3 separate regions of the Hordeum vulgare genome follow, and all the other regions are linked to region 2. The links are chromatin contacts, called in public Hi-C maps. All regions are on one chromosome and are shown on one strand. Each heading gives the region's core, a stretch centred on a gene start, on an enhancer-like site or on the middle of the called end of the contact. The rest is flanking DNA. Distances are from core to core; before and after follow the strand shown. Region 1 holds the start of LOC123436194 (dnaJ homolog subfamily C GRV2). Region 2 holds the start of LOC123436162 (probable ADP-ribosylation factor GTPase-activating protein AGD8). Region 3 overlaps LOC123436194 (dnaJ homolog subfamily C GRV2).

What was found. Hi-C and Micro-C count contacts between places; a contact is called where the count stands out from the background.
Region 1: a contact with region 2 is called in a Hi-C map of leaf, with 7 times the contacts expected there. The contact joins the promoter of LOC123436194 here to the promoter of LOC123436162 in region 2. A contact is called at or near these places in 2 of 6 Hi-C or Micro-C datasets (leaf and seedling).
Region 3: a contact with region 2 is called in a Hi-C map of leaf, with 4 times the contacts expected there. The contact joins the enhancer-like site here to the promoter of LOC123436162 in region 2. A contact is called at or near these places in 2 of 6 Hi-C or Micro-C datasets (leaf and seedling).

What each region holds. Positions count from the first base shown.
Region 1 is chr1H:355,274,446-355,277,145 of MorexV3_pseudomolecules_assembly, reverse strand. It overlaps LOC123436194 (dnaJ homolog subfamily C GRV2), which reads left to right and starts at 1,300. Exons shown (of 22, transcript XM_045115616.1): 1 at 1,300-2,109. The coding sequence starts at 1,672.
Region 2 is chr1H:354,733,721-354,736,420 of MorexV3_pseudomolecules_assembly, reverse strand. LOC123436162 (probable ADP-ribosylation factor GTPase-activating protein AGD8) reads left to right here and starts at 1,327. Exons shown (of 7, transcript XM_045115614.1): 1 at 1,327-1,593; 2 at 1,760-1,878; 3 at 2,606-2,700. The coding sequence starts at 1,522.
Region 3 is chr1H:355,258,250-355,260,949 of MorexV3_pseudomolecules_assembly, reverse strand. It overlaps LOC123436194 (dnaJ homolog subfamily C GRV2), which reads left to right. Exons shown (of 22, transcript XM_045115616.1): 20 at 1-55; 21 at 516-584; 22 at 709-1,239. The coding sequence ends at 933. Among protein-coding and RNA genes, the nearest start is that of LOC123436194, 16 kb to the left of the region's middle. Within about 2 kb of position 1,404, at least 2 of the 3 cell types and tissues checked have open chromatin away from gene starts, as enhancers often do. A contact at or near this core is called in leaf and seedling, where this site is marked.

The sequences.
Region 1 (2,700 bases), core at 51-2,550, 540 kb before region 2:
CAAAGCAAATTCTTCAAATATACACATCTTCACGGGGAGTTTCTCTATATATTGCAATCAAATTCCGCAAACTCAGTACTTACACGTCATATGTTTATCCCCGTTTAAAACTTAACCTATTTATCATCAATCACCAAAAAGGGGAAGACTGTAAGTGCATCTAGTGTCCCTTAGTGATTTTGGTGTATTGAATACTTATAGGTTAAGGGACTAATATGTTTGTGAGTGTACACAAGCTCTATAAGTTGATGAGAAGTTTGATATATGTGAAGAAATCGACCCTTAAAAATGAAGTCTTCAAATGAAGACTTTGATATTTTCCTGAAGATTTTGAAAGTGAGGAAATTGGTGTGTCCTTGAAGATATCGATGTGAGGACTATACCTCCTACCGAAAGGCGAGCCATAGACGTGCAACATGCCACCTCCGCAGCCACACCAATGCACCTCCAACACCAACACCTCAACCTCCTACCAACACCCATATGTACTACGATGGAGTTTACACTACTCAGATTCACACGTAGCAATAAAGAACCCACTCACAAGATGTGGCACAGAAGCCCACACCAAAGCCATGGACCGACCCTGACAAGATATGTGATTCCAGGTCTAAGTATCCAGATCGAAACCGACCTTCAACCCTCGCCATCATACACGCACGAGGGCGTGGGAAGGATACTAACATTGTGGGCATGGCCTCCAACCGCCGAGAAGCGCATATGTAAGAAGGGAGGAGGAATGATGTGTGGGAGGCCTCGCCGCAGCAAGCCGTCCAACAACCGTGTGCGAGGGTAGGTGAGTGGAGGTGGCGGGGAAAAACCTAATCACCCAAGTCGCTTGCATGAGACGACACATGTTTTTTTCTCAATATAGCGTATAAGGGTTTTCTTTGATAAATTTTTTCACGGGAAAGTTCTCAATCTACTCATTTTCAATCATCATAGTACAATAAACATCAGAATAATAAAAATAATAAAAATTACATCTGGATACGTAGACCATCTAATAATGACTACAGACACTGAAGCAAGCCGAAGACGCATCGCCGTGATTGTCCCTCCTCACGGAAGCCGCGTAAAATTTATAATAACACGCATTTGAAACCATCAACTTGTATGTCATGATGAACTTTCTCGAGTGATGAATTCCTTTTATTTTTCTATACCAAGGGAGGTAGCGATTTCATAGAATTTGATTGTTAAATAATATATTTTGATTTGATTTTATGACAAGTTGATCATGATGGAGTGAACTTGTCCGGGCGGGGCTGAGTCGAGCCAGCTCCACTTCCCTGCCACGATACGGTACGACGACGATTTCACCACAGCCGTGGAAAACCCGAGATCGGAAGGTGGCACAGCTTCTTCTCTCAACAAAAGCACAAAACTAATACACAAAAGCCAAAATCAAATCAACGGAAATCAATCGGACGCCGACGAGAAGACAGCGAAATTCTCAATCTCCGACCACCCTAACCGGTCTCCGGCGATCGGCGGACCCGCAGGCCACCCTGGACAGGATCGCCGGGTGGGGGGATCTCGTCGCCCAGATCGGCCGCGCTGGGGGCGAATCACTCCCGCCACTCTCCGGCGGCGCCGCGCTCCCCCTTCTTCCAGCTCCCGCTCCCCTGGCGGAACCCTAATGCCCGCCGCCGCAGCCTCCTAGAGAACATGGACTTCGCCAGCCGCCACACCACCGCGGCCCCGCCGGCCACCGCCGGGGCCGACGCCTCCTCCTCCGCCGTCACCGAGGAGCCCGAGTACCTCGCCAGGTACTTCGTCGTCAAGCACTCGTGGCGGGGGAGGTACCGCCGGATCCTCTGCATCGCCGCCTCGGGCGTCGTCACGCTCGACCCGACCACGCTCGCCGTCACCAACTCCTACGACTTCGCCGCAGACTTCGACCGCGCGGCACCCGACCCCAACGCGGCCGCTGAGTTCTCGCTCAGCGTCCGCTCTGACGGCAAGGGCAAGTTCAAGGCCATGCGCTTCTCCTCGCCGTTCCGCGCCGGGATCCTCACCGAGCTCCACCGCCTGCGCCCCGTGCACCCGGTCGTCGAGTTCCCCGTCCTCCACCTCCGCCGCCGCACCCAAGAGTGGGCACCCTTCGTAAGTTCTTCGCCCTTGCCCCATCGCGCCTTTCTTATCTTGTCTCCTGAGCACTATCCAGCTGTGCTACTATTCTGAACAATACATGGTTGAAATATAACATCTCCACGCTCAACAGTCAATGCTTTCATGCCCAATCCAACCCAGTTTTGGGGTATATAGTACTGATAACTGCATTACTGAAACTTCATATTTGAAGGGCTGCATCAGTTAGCTAGCCAAAAAATTGTCCAATTAGCTAAATGAGGTGGGATTGAGAAGAAGGTGATCTTATATATCTGCACTGAAGTCAAATAGTTAGTTAGTTGTTGCTAATCCCGGTGGTAAATCCTTGCTGATTCTCAGATTGTCATGGGGTCATTTTTTGGGAATGGGACCTAGTTTACAAAGCTACAAATCGAAGGGGATTAAAAAAAATAAACAGTCTCCGGATCATGCTATACTTTCATCTTTTTTTTGGTGCCGAACTTGGTTTACAAAACTGCTAATTGAAGGGGAATTAAAAATAGTGTAGCATACCTGTATAATAGTATTTTTTCACGCAATTATTTTAATCCTATTTATGGACAAAATTAACAAATAAACACCAAT
Region 2 (2,700 bases), core at 78-2,577:
TACTCCTTTTAGATTTCCGTATTTTTTTCTATAAGAGTTTTCGTATTTAGATAAGTTTTTTGGATTTTCTATTTTTTCCTGTGTTTTCTAGCTTTTGAAGATTTTTTTTACAAATCACACATATGCTTCGCAAAAAAAAAGTGAAGGCACAAATTTACTTTTGTGACCGTCCTTCTCGATAAAAATCTGTAGATGTGACTGCTTTTGCAATGCTTCTCGAAAAGGGAAATAATATGTGTTGCATGATAAACACATATTTGTTTTAAATAAAGTCGCATATTTGTTTTTGGAGAAGCATAGTTGTGCTTTCTGAAAAACAATTATGCTACCTCAAGAAGCGCCTCTTCTGAAAGCATATCTTTTTTCCGAGAAGCACGACCATTGTTCTTAAAAAAGGGAAAAAGTGCAGTAATGTAAACCGTGCTTTGGTGTTTTCTTTCATTTTTTGTGTTTGTTTTTCTTGATTGCTGGCTTTGTCCTATTTACGGATTTTTTACATTTATTAGTTTTGTGTATTCTGTTTTTGTGTGAAAAAGTTTATCAAAAATCTATAAACATAGAATCTAATTTTAAGGATCTTGACGTGAGAAATTCAGTAGGGTAAATGAATTGAGATTTTAACACATAGTTCAAGAGCTAAAACATTTTGAATAAACGAACAAAAAGTACAAACTTTCAGGTTGACGCATATCCAATGCGTCATTTGTAAGCATGTGAGATGATGAGTTGATCTTTGCAAAGAGTAACTTTTAACAGTGATTTTGGTGAGATGGAAGTTATATTCACGTTGAGATTTAGACACAAGTGCATCTCCAATAGCCGCGCTAAAACAGCGTCGCGCCGTAAAATTGATCTTTTTAGTGCGCGCAATAGCAAAATGGGCTCTAGCGGTCACGCGATAAACGTGCGAGCGGCATATAGAGTACAACGTCCTATCCGAATCGCCATCGAGCGCTGCGTATTTGGTGCGTCCGCTTCCGCGCACCGCACACTCAAACGCTCGCGCCGCACTCTCTCCACCACGCCATCTTCGTGCCTGCTGAAGCTACGCGCGCTGCATTTTAACACGTCTGATGGAACCAACGTTGGGCGCCGCGTTAAAACAGACGAACGACGCACTGCGACCTGATTTTTAACGCGGTGTGGGTTGGGCGGCTGTCTGAGATAGTCTTGCCGCTGAATCCTGCGTGAAGCTGCAACCAACCAGGAAGCAGCACGGGCCGGGCGGCGGCCACTCTCGCTGAAAGTTTCTTACTGGGCCGAGACCCCGTAGAGCGACCCGGCCCAGATAAAGGGCAGGTGCTGATTCTGAAGGAGGCACACGTGGAGGTGGAGGTGGAGTGCGAAGCAGAAAGGCACAGCACCATTTCCTCGCCTCGCCTCGGTCGGGGTGCGTGTGCGTGGCGTCTCCTCCTCTCTCTTACTTCCTCCTCCCATCCATCTCCATCTCTCCTCCTCCTCCGCCTCCTCAATTCGGAGGAAGAGAGGGCTCGCGCCCGATCGGGTTGGTGGCTCGCCGCGATGGCGACAGACGCCGGCGCCGCCGACAGGAGCTCCGTCTTCCGCAAGCTCCGCTCCAAATCGGACAATAAGGTGCGTCCGTGCGTGCGTCATCGGTTCCCGCTCCCTTTGCTCCGATGTGATTGCCAAGGAAGGGCTTTGTTTCCCATCCTTTCTCCGTCCGCCGATTCCGCCTCGTTTCATCCCTCTCCCGCGCCCCTCCCTCCCTCCTGATTTCTCTGTCTGTGAGGGTCTGCAGATGTGCTTCGACTGCAACGCCAAGAACCCCACCTGGGCCTCCGTCACCTACGGCGTCTTCCTCTGCATCGACTGCTCCGCCGTCCACCGCAGCCTCGGCGTCCACGTCTCCTTCGTCAGGTCTAATTTCCCGACCTCCTTTCCTCACTATGCTTGCCTTTGCGCCGCGCCTCACTTTGTAATGCGCGGTGCTTCCAGAAGAATCATCTATGCACGTGTAAATTCTGGATTTTTTAATACGATTTTTGGCCCACCTGGTTAGGGTTTGAAATTTCGTCCATTGTGTATTCCTTCGTGCCTGTCATGCCATGTGAAGTACTGCTACCGAACTTTGTGAGAGAAATGTGAGGCTTACTGGTGAATGGGGACTCGGTGTTTTGTGGATGAGGCAAGCTGTGATTTTGACGCTGGACATTTTTTACATAGGGGCATTGCAGTTTATTCTGGCATAGATTGTTGTTAGTGGAAATGCATAATGTTGAATGCCATTACCAAGTGTTCAAAAGTTTCAGCATAACCTGTAAGAAACATGGTACTATGTCTTCTTTTGCATACTGAACTTTGTAAATCACCTTCTGATGCAAGATGCACTTCTGAAGTTGGTGTATGCTCTGTCCAAGTCGATTTAGCCTGTGTGAATGGAATGTTTATCAGACAGGTCATGTTGAATACAGAAAAAAAAAGTTATTTCCTTCTTAGCCTGATACTTAGCATATTGTCACTACGGACATATACTGCATTTCTTGAACTTCTGTACTTCCCAAAAGCACATTGAGAGGCTTTATTACTGTTGGCGTTGAATATGAATTTTTAGAATTTGTCACTAAATTTTGACAGTAATCTGCAGGTCAACAAATTTGGATTCATGGACCCCAGAACAGTTGAAGATGATGGTTTATGGGGGAAACAACCGCGCACAAGCTTTCTTTAAGCAGCATGGTT
Region 3 (2,700 bases), core at 155-2,654, 520 kb before region 2:
CCAAATGAAGTGGAATGAATCAGAGGCTTCAATTGGGCGTGTATTAGCAGTGGAGGTAAGCATCATATTCTGGGTAGCATTTTAGCTAAATCTTGCTATTGCACTGAGCAGTTGGATGCAATCAAAAGTGAATTGGTTTGATGATCATAGGCAGTCTCTAGGGAGCTGATGTCCAAAGTGCATCTTCCATTTTGCTTGTTTCGGGTATTGGGTGGTATGAGTTTAAGATTGCCCTGAAATATTTGACCTGAAAATAAATGAAGTGTTTGCCCAAAGAATTGGATGAGCAACATTTTGTGTCGTCAAGTCTTCACAGCATTAGTCTGATGACTATTGAGTAGTTAAAGCATGATATAAGAGGGTGCAAACGTTGGATCATGTTAAGGCCTCGTTATGGTATTTATGCATTTTAGGTTTGAGTTGTTTGAAACTTCAATTTCTCCATACTTGAATAGCCTCTACGGCCTGTGTTCTGTTGATATATTTGATGTATTTTGTTTTGTATCTATAAACAGGTACTTCATGCTTTTGCAACGGAAGGCGCTCACTGTGCTAAAGTTCGAGAAATTCTTAATTCTTCTGATGTGAGTGTACAGAACTCTGCGGTTCATGAAATTGTGCAAGTAGATCATTGATGAAGCGACTCACTTGGCAGTAAAAAAGAACTCAAGTTAGTTAATTATAAGAAAATAAATCTGTCTTTTGCAGGTATGGAGCGCCTACAAAGACCAGAAACATGACCTGTTCCTTCCATCCAATGCACAAACTTCCGCTGCCGGAGTTGCAGGGCTTATCGAGAGCTCGTCTTCAAGGCTCACCTATGCCCTCACGGCGGCGCCCTCGCCTCAACCCGCCCTGGTCCGTCTACCATCATCATCTCCTCCTCCACCGACTGGTCCTGTAAATCCTGCCAGCGGGCGGCGGCATTCGTAGCGCACAAGTTGAAAAACACGCCGATCTCAGCTTCTTGAGGATGTCGTGAACATTTTGGAGTTGGTGGTGCTCTTCAGAGTGACTGCAGGTGGCTTGCAAGTACATAGCATGTACAGTTTTTTTCCGTTACACAGAGGTCGGGTGTCGTGTGCGTTTCTTGTACATGTAAAAGCACTCCTTTTTGTTAGTTTCATCTGTCCATAGAGAATATCCGGGATGGAAATGATTGCATCGATTCGTTTCGGCTTCATGCCATGCCAATACATTGTCCTTTTCACATAAGAGGAATGAGTTGCATGGTATTTCTTTCTTACGCCTCCCACATTTTATCCAAAGTTGCATGTAATAATTTCTGTGTAATCATTTAAATCGCCCGACTGGTCGACTGGATTTGTTGGCCTCCTCGCTCTCTTGCTACGTTGGCTATGTGGCCCCGAGGGAGTCACCTCTCTGGCTCTCCCATATCTTTTTCTACCGCATCTCTTGCCGTGTCTTCCGCATTCACCTTCTCCTCCACCTATGCCGTCGCAGCGACAACTCACCCCGTCGCTTTCTCCTCCCTTTGCCTCTAGATGGTATGGATGTCCACTGTTGCAAGACGCTTGTGGCCCATGGGTTGTGGGAGTGATTGAATTTTAAAGATTTATCTTGATTATTACTTTTCTTGTATTTATAAATTCTTACATAAAGGGTATAATAATAGGGGCTTGTTACGTTGGTCGTCGGATCTTTTTAAAAAATCCGCCGGCTCGTGAGCCATCAGATCTGGTCAATCTAACGGTTGAGCGTCTTCTTCTTTACAACAAAGATCTTGTTACAGAAACATTTGTAATATAAGATGCGTTGCGTAATTTTTCTGCAACATAAGTTGTGTGGCAGGATTTATTTTTGTAACATAGGTTGTATTGCAGATTTTTTTTTGCAACATAGGTTGTGTTGCATTTTTTTTGCAATATAGGTTGTGTTACGTTTTTTTGCAACATAGGTTGTGTTACTGATATTTTTTGCAATATAGGTCGTGTCATAGATTTTTTTCTATCTTCCTTTCTTTTTGCAACAATGGTGATATTGTGAAAGATCTTTTGCCATAGAAGTAATGTTGCAGAAAATTTTGCAACTGGAAATAATATGCAGAAACACCGCCCCTGTTGCCTGCCTCGAGCGTGTCGTTGCGAACCGCAACAGAGCAGTAGCGCTGCCGCTCCAGCTGTTGAGATGCATGCGGAGAGTCATGCTTCGCGTGAGAAGAAACTTGAAGGGATGGTTGACATAGGCCTACCTTGTCGGCGAACGATGGTGCCAACGCGGGCCGGTGGCAAGCATGAACGTGTGTGAGTGCGTCATGGCGGACGGCTGGCTCGGGTGAGCAGCAGCGTTGCAAGAGCTTGAGATGGAGGGTGGCGTTGTAGGAGCATGAGATGGAGGGCGGCGTCGCTATCGGAGTTGCTGGGACGATGGAGGCACTGCTCGATGTGAAGAAAGACCGATTGGAGGAGAGATAAGATAAGAGAAGGGACACGCATCAAGTATTAGGTGGTGGATGCCCACCATTGGATCTGCCGTTGATGAGAATCGTTTCTCATAATAATAAGTGAGTGTTTGTTCAAGTAAGAACAACTCCGGTCCATCCACATAACAACTTATCAAAATAATGAATGTAACTCAATGAACCATAGTGGAAGTAACTAGATGATACTCCTGTGTGTCCTCAAGAGCGTTTTAATCCTGCTGCACCTTGCTACTTTTATTACTTTTTATTTGCTATCA